Regions from separate parts of the Pan troglodytes genome. Here region 1 is linked to region 2. A link is a contact called in public HiChIP or PLAC-seq data. All regions are on one chromosome and are shown on one strand. Each heading gives the region's core, a stretch centred on a gene start, on an enhancer-like site or on the middle of the called end of the contact. The rest is flanking DNA. Distances are from core to core; before and after follow the strand shown. Region 1 holds the start of CMTM3 (CKLF like MARVEL transmembrane domain containing 3). Region 2 holds the start of BEAN1 (brain expressed associated with NEDD4 1).

The links. HiChIP or PLAC-seq counts read pairs in DNA pulled down with a chosen protein or histone mark.
Region 1: an H3K4me3 HiChIP or PLAC-seq map of stem cell-derived excitatory neurons shows a contact between it and region 2, with 2.9 times the contacts expected there. The contact joins the promoter of CMTM3 here to the promoter of BEAN1 in region 2. A contact is called at or near these places in 1 of 7 Hi-C or Micro-C datasets (blood) and 1 of 1 datasets of contacts at active chromatin or transcription factors (stem cell-derived excitatory neurons).

Annotation. Positions count from the first base shown.
Region 1 is chr18:64,630,667-64,636,636 of NHGRI_mPanTro3-v2.0_pri, reverse strand. CMTM3 (CKLF like MARVEL transmembrane domain containing 3) reads right to left here and starts at 2,820. Exons shown (of 6, transcript XM_016929977.3): 1 at 2,373-2,820; 2 at 1,864-2,091. The coding sequence starts at 2,016. All of the region lies in intron 4 of CMTM4 (CKLF like MARVEL transmembrane domain containing 4), which reads left to right.
Region 2 is chr18:64,454,853-64,460,607 of NHGRI_mPanTro3-v2.0_pri, reverse strand. BEAN1 (brain expressed associated with NEDD4 1) reads right to left here and starts at 2,001. Exons shown (of 5, transcript XM_016929969.3): 1 at 1,865-2,001.

The DNA of each region.
Region 1 (5,970 bases), core at 1,571-4,070, 180 kb before region 2:
TCACCATGCTGGCCAGGCTGGTCTCGAATTCCTGACCTCAGGCGATCCACCCACCTCGGCCTCCTAAAGTGTTGGAATTACAGGCATGAGCCACCACGCCGGGCCCAGGTAGAGTTCTTAAGCAACTTGGCACTGTGGGTGTTGGGGAGGCCATCTGTCCCTGGTTTCTGTCACTGTGGCTGCGTTTGAACATGTCTATGGCTGAGTAGTTTCTAGTGGGTGCAGGAGTCCCCATGGGGACACCCAGATGCCCCACAGGAAGCACTGTGGCTGCTTCAGACAAATGAACTGCAGGGATCCCAGGGGGTCCCCAGAGCACCCCCATTTGCTCTGCACATGGCCTTGGGTGCAGCTGAGCCCCCTTTGGAAAGATAGACTAAGGCATAGAGACGGGCTGGGAGGCTGCTGGGGCCTCCCAGGAAGGCCTTCCATGGGACTGACCCAGCTCTGGCCCTCCCCTTCCTGTCTCCTATGCCTGCACCCCAAAGCCTAATTCTGGGGATTCCCCTCTCAATTCCTGTTTTTTCACCCCGCGATTTCTGGGGCCACTTCCTCTCTCTGTTTCTGTCCATCTCAGCCTCTGCACTTGCTTGGCCTGGGGGTGGGAGTGAGGGGACTAGGGAGGCAGGAGTGCCCTCAGCGGCTCCTGTGAACCCTGAGTGCTGACCGTTGACCCTTCCTTATCCTCCCTGACCTGGATTCCTGACATCTGCTGGGCCCAGGGTGGCCTCTATGCTCCTGCTGGACATATGCCTCCCCCTTATGAGGTGGTCCTGGGTGGGGATGGGGGGGTTCAAGCCACTCTGGGGACGGTGGATTCGAGGCTTCTCCCCTCAAGTGGCTCCCAGTGGTCTCCAGGGTGGGGCTGGGAGTGTGGGCTCGGAGTGTGGCATTGGTGTCTCACTTGGGCGTTGGGCAGGTGGCTTCTGGGCTGACCGTGGGAGAGGCTGCAGGACCACCTTAGGCCCTCTGCCCTGAGCGACCAGGGAGAGGTCCCGGAGCAGAATCCCCCTTCCTCCTGCCCCCACCCTCCGGGCCGCTCTCACTGGGCCCCTCAGTTGAGCCACCTGTCAAATCAGGCGCCTGAGCGCTCTCATCTGTAAAGTGGGGACAAGGGCAGGAAGCGCCAAGTCCCTGGGATCTAAGCAACAAGTGGCCGCCGCCGTGCGCCGCTCTCTCCTCCCGCCTCCCCCGGTCTCCGGCCCGGCCTCTCCCTCCCCATCCCCGGCGGCCCAGCGCCACCCCTACCCCACAGCGGACAGTGCGGGCGCCTCCGGTGTCCAGAGGACAAAGAAGCCCCACCGGCCGGGGTGGGGGCGAGGGCGGAGTAGGAAGGAGCCCGGCCGCGGAGGGGAGGAGGGCGATGAAGTCACCGCGGGGCCGCCTCACCCAGTCCCGGGGGTGGGGGATCCCTCCCGCTCCGCACGGCCCCCCGCCCGCTCGGCCCTGCAGGTCGAGGCCCCGGCCTGCACTACCCGCGCGCAGGAAAGCGGACCCCGCTGCGGCCCGGGAGTCCCGGAGGTCCGAGTTGCCCGAGTCCCCGGGGCCCAGAGAGGGCGGGGGCGCCTGGCTCACACAGCAGGACCCACATCCCCGGGCCCCACCCACTTCCCACGGCCCCCAGCTCTGGACTCGCGGGGACAGCGCCGCGGATGGCCTGGGCTCGGGCCCCGCCCCGCCGTCCAAAGTTTGGGGACCTCGACCCAACTTCGCCAGGCGCCCGAGAGAAGTCGGCCGAGGCGGCGCGGAGAGGGGGTATCGGAGCACGGCGGCCGCCCCCGGACCCCACCCGCGCCCCGACGTCCTCCTCCGAAAGGAGCCGCGCAGTCCCAGCGGGGCGGCCGAGGGTCCCGCCGCACTCACCGACTCGGCCAGCAGGAGGCGGCCTTTGAGAGAGCAGAGGAAAGCCCGCGCCGGCAGCAGGGCGCGGAGCCCGGGGACCGCGGGGCCGGGACGGGAGCCGCCGGCAGGCTCGGGGTCCGGGTCGGGGTCGGGGTCGGGGTCTGGGGGCCACATGGCGGCGGCGGCGGTACGGCCGGGGCTCGGCCTGGCTCCCCTCTTCTCGCGCCCGGAGGGAAGCGGAAACCCGGGCTGTGCGGAAGGAGGGCAGGCGACACTGGCTCGCGCAGGGGCGCATCCCCCGCCGCCACGCCCCGCCCCGCCCCCACCCGCTCCTCCAGCCCGCCCCTCCCCCTCGGACCCCGGCTGCGGGGGATGCTGGGCCCGACCCGCCCCCTCCCCGGCCTGGGGCCTCCGCAGACTCCACCTTCTTCTTCACCCTGGTTCGGGCCGCTGGAGACCTCCCGATCACCGCCCCGGCACCCCTTCGGAGCTCCCACCCGTCTGCCCCTATCCAGAAGGGCTGTCTATACTCGCTGTCTCCGGTCTAACTTCCTGCCCGTGCGCGTGTCTGGGATCCGGGAACCCAGGCGTCTAAACAGCAAAGACCCCGGCCGTGATGTCGGCTCCGCAACCCATGCCCTCTCTTTTTCTTGGGGGCCGGAGTTTTCTTGCGACTTTCTTGGCCACCCCTCCTGTCCCCGGCCAGCCCCACCCTCCTCCAGGGCCTCTTTGTTGGCTGTTCCAGGCCTCGGTCCTGCACCCGCCTCCCCCAACCCATTCTCAGAGGACTCTCAGACCTGCAAGCACAGCTCCAGGCACACACACAGACACACACACACGCGCGCGCGCGCAAACACACACAGGCACGCACATCTGCAGGACTTCCTGACCTGCAGTCCCCCCACCCCAACACATCTCTCTCTCTCTCACACACACACACACTCCACACGCACATGCGTGCACATCTAGAGAGCGTCTGGAGTTCAGCGTGATCAAGACCCAGCTTCCTGTGCCTCTGCGAAGGGCACTGCCCCCTCCTTTCCTTCCACCTGACTAGCGGAGACCTGCGGGTTGTCCTTGTCCCTCTTCACCGGCAGTCTGTAACCAAGGTCCTCCCACTTTCACCTCCTATAACTTTCTCTGATCTCTGTCTACTTCTCACCACCACTAGATCCGAAACCATTCCTGCCTGCTCCCCGCTGAACTGCTGTGATGGTGTCTTTAAGAGGTTTTCTCTCTGGGCAGCCGGGGGAGAGCTTATGGCACAGTACTGCGCACCCTTGACATAACTAACTCCATCTTAGAAAAAGACTTCATTTTATATTTCATAGGGTGCTTTGCCAACAAGGGCAAGATGTTTTGTTTAATAAAAAATAGAAGGTCAGGCGCTGTGGCTCATGCCTGTAATCTCAGCACGTTGGGAGGCGGAGGTGGGTGGATCACGAGGTCAGGAGTTCGAGACCAGCCTGGCCAATATAGTGAAACCCCGTGTCTACTAAAAATACAAAAATTAGCTGGGCGTGGTGGCACCGTGCCTATAATCTCAGCTACTCAGGAGGCTGAGGCACAAGAATCGCTTGAACCCGGGAGCCATAGGTTGCAGTGAGCCAAAATCACACCACTGCACCCCAGCCTGGGCGACAGAGCAAGACTCTGTCTCAAAAAATAAAAAAATAAAATAAATAAAGACTGCATCCAACCAGATAAGGACACAAAGAAGCACACTGTTCCTCGACCATTTCTCACCAGAGCACTCTGTGACTACAAAACAGCAGCCCAGCAGCCTTAACTGACAACCATCCCACTGCCATTCATAAGAACTCTGCATCTGCCTCCCAAGGCTCTGCCCCTCAAAGACTCTGCAAGACCCTCAAGCCCAGACCAGGATTCCTTTTGTCTTCTTCCTTACCCTGGAACTGGTTCCTTAACCCTTTCTCCTATCTCTTTTTCTCTTGATGTTAAATGCTACTTTGTTTGTTGTGGAATGTTTATAACATTTACATGTGGATTAAGTATACTATTATATATGGTTTGCAATATTGACTGACTTGTGGAGTGGCTTGAGCCCATGTGCTCACTACTGAGTGAACGAGAAGTACTAAGGAAAATTGGCTCCTTGGGTCTGGGTGCAGTGGCCCATGCCTATAATTCCAGCATTTTGGGAGGCTGAGGCAGGCAGATCACCTGAGGTCAGGAGTTCGAGACCAGCTTGGCCAACATGGCGAAAACCCATCTCCACTAAAAATACAAAAATTAGCTGGGCGTGGTGGCACAGGCCTGTAACCCCAGCTACTTGGGAGGGTGAGGCATGAGAATCACTTGAACCCAGAAGGCAGAGGTTGCAGTGAGCTGAGATCGCACCACTGCACTCCAGCTGCACTCCAGCCTGGGCGGCAGAGTGAGACTCTGTATGAAAGAAAAAAGAAGAAGAAGAAGAAGAAGCAAATTGGCTCCTTGGGATAGCTCGTGGCTTTTGTTTTTTTTTACCCTTGGGTATAGGGTGAATAAAAATCTGACATTGTGGAAAGACACAAACACGTGTGGACCTAGTTATCTCTTTTTTCTTTCTTGAGACAGAGTCTCACTCTGTCACCCAGGCTGGAGTGCAGTGGCATGATCTTGGCTCACTGCAACCTCCACCTCCCAGATTCAAGGGATTCTCATGCCTCAGTCTCCCAAGTAGCTGGGATTACAGGCCTGTGCCACCACACCCAGCTAATTTTTGTATTTTTAGTAGAGACAGGGTTTTGCCATGTTGGCCAGGCTGGTCTTGAACTCCTGGCCTCCAACAATCTTCCCGCCTCGGCCTCCCAAAGGTTTGGGATTACAGGCGTGAGCCACTGCACCTGGCCGGACCTGGTTATCTCTAGACCTTGTACCACTCATGACAATCACCAGTCATTGATCACTTTTGAGGGCAGCCGTGGCTCCAGACAACCTGCTGCTATCATCACCCAGCTGCAGCAGGGAGGCATGGCCTGGGCTGCACACTCCATGGAGCAGGCAGGAGTCCTGCTCTCCCAGGTGCAGCTGCAGCTACCCAAACTGCAGCTGCAGAATGGGGCCTCCTCCACGGGGCAGACAGGAGCCCTGGGACCCCCTTTCCCACAGCTACAGCTGCCCAAACCACAGCTGCAGGCTCAGGCATCCCTGTACTCTTAGGGGCCCAGGAAGGCCCCCACCTGCCCTCCCAGGCTCGGAAGTGCCTTCTCCTGCTGCCTGGCTTCTTCCTGCTGTGGACACCTGCTCTGATCTGGGAGCAAAGTTGGGGCAAGCCTGGGCTTCATGAATGGCAGCAGGAGGCAGACAGATTCCTGGGTGGAAGGGGGCAAGTCCCATTGAGGCCCCACCTTCGGGCCAGGGAGGGCCTGAAGGCTGGGGGCCAGGCTGCCACTCCGACTGACCAGAGTGGGAACTTGTACCTCCTTTTCTGACCCACCCATGGCTGCCCATAGATCAACTGGGCTCACACTTCCTCCACTCTGAGGCCCATAAAAGCCCCAGTCTCAGCCAGAGCTGCGCAGAGGTTGGGAGGACCAGCTACAGAGAGGAGCCACACTCTCCAGGGCCTCCTCTCTGCTGAGAGCTGAACACTCAACAGAGCTGAACATCTCTGTAGGGATGACCTCCCTACAGAGAAGAGCTACCCACTGTCAGTCTCCTCTGAGCTTTCTAACACTCAGTAAACCTCCTTGTTGACTTGTTGTCCCTCCACTTGTCTGTGTACCTCATTCTTCCTGGATGCAAGACAAGAACTCCGGCAAAGGTGCCACTGGCCACAGAGGTTTCCAACCAGAAAATTAACACCCCAAAGATCCTGTAACACTTCCATCTCCTCCCCACAAAGATAAACACACACACACACACACACACACACACACACACACACAAACCGTGGGAGCTTCCCATCCTGCACAGGGTCTTAGTATAGAAGGAAAATATAACTGCTTGCTGTGCTTCCCTCCCCTGCCTCTCCCATGGACCTCTTACAGTTCCTGGAACAAACTATGGTCCCTCCTGCCACAGAGCCATTGTCCATGCTGACCCCTCTACCCAGAATGCTTCTCCACCTTCTTCTCTAATTAACTCCTCCTTATTCTTCAGTGACTATAGTGCAGTATTGCTTCC
Region 2 (5,755 bases), core at 752-3,251:
CTCCCCGACATCCTTCATTTCTGGTGCCTCATGGCCCAGTTGCCTGGACGAATACATCATAGTCTGTGAAGAATCAAGGCTGGGACCCCTCAGACCCCTAGGCTGTCTCCCTGGTGCTTCTTGCTGCCTGTCTGAACCGTCACCATCGGTGTGTCCAAGCCACCTGACAGCCTGATGGCTCCTCAGGGAAAGCAATCCTCCACCCGGGAGAAGAGGGAGGTGTTAAATTCCCTTGTACAGAGCTCGAGCAATGGGTGGGTGCCCCTCTCTGGGGCAGCGGACACCAGCTAAGGGCAAGGAGGAAAAGGGTGCACCTTACAGTCAGATGCAGCCTTTTCACCCTGGAGAGAGATGGGAGGTAGCAGGGGAGAACTGGGCTGGGCGGTAGAGAGCCTTGGAGGAGGGAGCGTCTGAGAAAGGGTGGGCCCTAAGGAGAAAGTTTTGCTTTGCAATTAAATGTCAACAGCTTGGGGAATTCAAAGGCCTCCTTGGAGGGGGCTGGGAGCACCACTTCAGATTCAGAGGCACTCAATCTCAGCATCTACTGGTGCTGGACACCTCATGACACCTGTAGCCCACCACAATTGACCACTGGCTGCGTGCCAGGCACCAGGCTACATACCCCCACCAGCGTCATCTCATTTAATCCTCCCAATTCACCTTCCCCATGTTCCAGATGGGGAAACTAAGGCTCAGAGAGGTTTGTGTCTTGCTTAAGGTTGTACAGCCAGGAAGTTAGCCAAGCCCACCTTCTGGTTCCAAATCCCTTAAACATCCCGCTCACAACAGACTCCTGCTTACTTTCAGATGAGGAAACTGAGGCACAGGGTGGTGAAGTCTCTCGTTCCAGCAGAGCAGTTATGTTTGAGGAGTGAGTCCAGAGCGGCATGCTCTCGGCAGGGGCTCATCGGAAATCGTGGCTCAAGAGCAAGGATCCCTGAACCCCTGCCTCTCACACCAGTTACTTGCGCCCTCCCTTTCCCAGCCTGCGCCCGGCCACCCACGCCGGCACCCGCCCGAGATGGACAGGGCAGTCCCTGGTCCTCACCGCTCTCCAGCCTCCAGACCGCAGAGCCCGATAGGGAAGGAGGAAGGGCAGCGAGAGTCAGCCGGGTGTGGGGTGGGCCCTGCCCCTGGGGAGCGGCGGCAGTGCCACTCAGCGCTGCGCAGCCAGCCTGAGCTGCCGCCTCGCCTCGTACTCAGCCTCGGGTCCCTCTGACAGCGCAAGGGAAAGTCTGCCCCAAAGTGGGAGAAGGTGCGGAGGGCGCGCTCTCTCTCCCACGCTCGGTGCTGAGACAGAGGCACGGAGACAGGGGCATACCCCAGGCGACCTGCTCGTCGAAGGGTCAAACTTCCTAGCTCAAAGGGGTGCGGGTGGGTTCAAACTCCAAACTCCGTGAAGCCCCAGCCCCTTTCCTCTCCCACCCCGGCCGAGAATGCGCCCTAGTTTTCCCTTCTTGGTTGGGTTGTTCAGGGGTCCCCAAAACCGAGGGCAAGCTGCTGGGGAGGCTGTCTTGGGTTCCCCAAATGGGGTTGATGCTCGTCGGGGACTCGAGTCAGGCAGAAAACCTGGATACCTCCCCTTCCCCGAGGCCCGAGGGCGCGATCAGGGTCAGCCTCGGCTCGCGCAGATCCCAGTGGCCAGCCCAGGGTCGAGGGTCCGCGGGAGACCCGGGATCCCGCTCCGTTCCGAGCGCGCTGCGGTTCCGTTCCGGACCGCGCATCCGCCCGCCCCGCGCACCGAGGCTCCGCGCGGCGCGCCCCCGGGTGTGTCGTTCGCCGGTACCACCGCAGAGCGCGGGGGAATGGGGCCGGGACCCCCCGCCCGCCCATCCCCCGCGCCGCCCAGCCCCACGCCCCTTACTCGGCTTGGCTGCAGCGCTCCGCTCCGTGCGCCGCAGTGCCGGCTCCAGCTTCGGCTCCAGCTCCGGTTCCCGCTCCGGCTCCGGCTCCCAGTCCGGTTCCCGCTCGGAGGCCACTGCGCTCGGGCTCGGGCGTCGCGGGGGGCGCGCCGCTACGCTTCGGCCTGCTGGGCGCGCAGGGGCGGGGCGGGGCGGGCCAGGCGGGGCCAGGCGAGCCGGGCCGACCAGCCGCCCGCGATCCCGGGCCGAGGCAGCGGCGGCGGCGGCTTCCCAGGCCCCGGCCCCGGCCCCGGCCCTGGCCCTGCCCTGCCGCAGCCCCGCCCGGCCGCCCGTCGTCCCCGCGCCGCCGCCCACGCCACCGTCACCGGCCCCGGCCCCCCTCGGCGGCGGCGCGGCTCCCGGGCCTCAGCACCGCGGCGCCGCGGCCCGGGTCACTCCGAGATGCGGGGGGGGGGGGGGGGGCGGGGGGCGCGGGTGCGGGGGAGGGCCGAGCCGCGCCCCTTTGCGCACAGCCAGCCCGACACCCACACAGCAGCAGGCGGGGCAGGGCGGCGAGGAGGCCGGGAAATGCGGGAGGCCGACGCTCCAGTCAGACGTGTGAAGAGGACACACAGGCGTGTGTAGGGAATGACACACGGACGCGAGCGGGGAGCCACTGACACGTGCAGAGAAGGGTAGACAAACGAGGTGTCAGGGAAGGACAGCCAGACAGGTTGGACCGAGGCTAGGCTGGGCATTTGAGCAGGGGACCCCTGTCGCGGGCAAAGAGCAAAGTGCGGGATGGAGAGGGGGACCCAGCGTGGCTGGGCCGTTGGCAGGGGCAGGCGAGCCTGGCAGGGCTTCCCGCTCGCGGTTGCTGGCAGGTGAGTTTTGGGATTCCAGCTAGGCCTGGCCCAAACCTTCCTTCGGAGCCACCAGCAGGCCTGTTTCCTTCACCCCGTCACCCTCCCTGTGCCCCCGTTCCCCGCTGCCCAAACGTCAGGGCATAGAGCTCAGCCCTGGCAGGTGGAAGCCGGCCCCGAGGGGATGCCTGGCTCAGGCCGGGGTTCCAGGCTTCCAGGACCTGCTCTGTCCCCACCCTGCTTTGGGGCCTTGGACGAATCGCAGCCCATCTCTCAGGCCTCCCTGTCCTCATTAGGATATTGCTCCCAATGATTGCACCCCTACTGTGTTGGGGTGCTCGCCAGCATGGAGGAGTTATTTATTTAACCTCCGCCACTTGCCTGGGAGCGCCAGGAGGGCAGCGTCTGGGTAGGGCTGCGGGGGTCTGCACAGAGTGGGCACTCAGTGAATTTGCTGCAGGAATTGATGAAATGTGTTGTTGCTGACACTCTCTGAACCACTACTGTTGATGAGGAAACTGGGGCTTAGGAGGCAAGGGGAGTCAAAAGCTGGGTTTGTTTCAAAACCGAAAGCCTTGTCACTGGCGGGAAAGTGGTCCTCAAAAATAAAGCATGGTGACAAAGGGCTGAACATGTTGATGCTAAACCTTGGGGAAGCAGTGAAGCCATGGGGATGTTGTGGAAGGGAAAGTTGGCCAGGGACTGGCCTTGCAGGGAGGATGGGGCAGAGCAGGCTCCAGTGGAGAAAACAAACCTCACTCGACCCCAGCCCTGCCAGTCATCACGTCTTGGGCTTCCCTGGGGCCAGGCAGGGGAAGCTGCGTGGTCTAGGGCTTGGGTGCTTGAGGACATCTCCCAGCCTCCTCTGGTAACTGTTCATTCTGGGCTCTGCTCCCTGCACTATTTACCGCCCCACCCCGCCCCCACTCCCCGCCCTCCTGCAGGCTGGGGCTGTCACGGGGACATCAGCTCTGAGTAAGGGATGAGGCTAGAATAAAGGGAAACAATTCTCAGAGAACCGAGGAAGGGGACCTGAGAGACCCTTTGTCCAACCTCATGCATTTATTTTATGAATGAATAAATGAAGGATCAGAGAAAGGAGGGGATAGGCTAGGGTCAAAGAGGTAGGATTGGAGGCTCTACAACTCCCAAGCTAGGGCTGTGCCCACGGTATAACCTTGATCTCTCTGAGGACACCTGCTGACCCTTCCAGGATGGATATTCTAGTTGTTGAGTGGTTTTGCCTGTAAGCTGCCCCCTTTGGCAAGACTCTGTGTGTGTTTGTGTGTGTGTGTGTGTGTTGTGGGGGTGGGGGGACCAGGGATAAGTGTGTGTGGCACACTTTGAGTGAGTCCTTGCGGAAGGTCCTAGCCCTAAAGAGTTAATTCCCGTCCACTCCCCTATTTGTGCATCACTGGCCTGGCAAATCTGGCTTGCTCCTCAGACTGGAACCAGGACTGTTTTCCAGTGGTGTTGGGTGTAGCTTCAGGGAGCTGGCTTATGACGGCGTGCCCACCAATCTCTGTGTGTCTATGTATCCATCCACAAATATATATTAGTGTAGGGCACTTGGAAAATACAAAAGGAAAAAGAAGAAAAGAAAATCCAGTCATTGTGAATATTGAGCTTTCCTGTTTTCCTTTCTTTTTACTTGTGTAACTCTACAAGAGTCCTTAAATGGAGTGAGCTTGCTGACTGATATCTCCTCTCCTATGTCACACTTTTGGTGGCTACCTAGCATAGGATCAGATGGTTGTATTGCACATATTTTTTTAACCAGTCCCCTATTTCTGAGCGTTTAGTTTGTTTCCATTTTTCATACTTCTAAACAACACTGCAACGGACATCTTCATGGGGAGGCTTGTGCATGCCCATGACTATCCTTTATGTCTCTAGGTATGTCATAGTTTTGAGGCTTTCTTCGTGTAGGGTCAGATTTGCAGAAGGGGCATCTACTGGGTACCAGGGAGGCACAGTGGTGTTTAGTGTTTGCTTGGCCTAGGGATAGGTAGGGATGCTGGAGGGAAGAGTCTGAGGGAAGAGTCTGAGGGAAATCAGGAAGTGAGATCTCAGGACAGTGAGATGCCCAAAGAGTCCCCAAGTGCTGGGCTTTGGGGCTTGCCCTAGAGTGTGCTTCATGTCACCCCAGCCGCTCACAGGGAATCCCAAAAAACGTCTTTTCTGTTTGCAAAGAACAGGATCCATGATGTCATTCATCCCAAACAGAGCCCATGGCATGGAGATGTTGGAAGGGTCTCTTGGGCCTGATCAGCTTGTACCTCCCTACCATCCTTCCTTCTTTGAAATGTCTTTGCTTTACCCCCTTACAAATTACCCAGTCTCATATATTCCTTTATAGCAATGTAAGAACGGCTTAACACAGCCAGGCTGCCCCTTCTGTCTTCCTTTAGGAGGGAAACCTCTCTTCTAGGACCCTGGACTAGGTCTCCAGGAGCTGAAGTATAAAAGACAGCCTTTCCTCTCCTATCTCCAGGGGCCTTTCTGGGGAAACTTATTTCTGGGGCTTCTTGAAGATCTGTATTCAAGGTAGAGCTTATTTCAGGGTAAGTGGCTGAGCGCTGAGCAGGGACTGGGTATAGAACTTTCTGCTCCTGCCCCCAGCCCAGTCCTGACATCTCCTTAGAGAGGCCTGACAATGTGTTAGTTATGCTACATGCAGTATTTAATTCCATCCTCCCAACATCCTGAGGAGGTGGGTAATATTTTCTTTATATTTCACATGCAGCAGTGAGGTTTATGGCACTCAAGTAACTTGCTCAAGGACACATAGCTAATTAGGAGCAGAACCCAGATTTCTACCTAAACCTGCCCCAAACAAGTTAGGCCAACCTGGTGCAACCAGGTGGGTGGTGTTGCCAGTCACCAAGGAACAGAACACTAGAAGGGAATCAAATGTGAGAAAGGAGAATATGAGTTTGATTATACACATGTTCAATTTCAGGAGTCATCGGCAGGCAGCAGAACTCTGAGAGGAGTCCAGGTCACAAAGACAATCTAAGGACTGAACCCTAAGCCTAGGCAGAACTGATT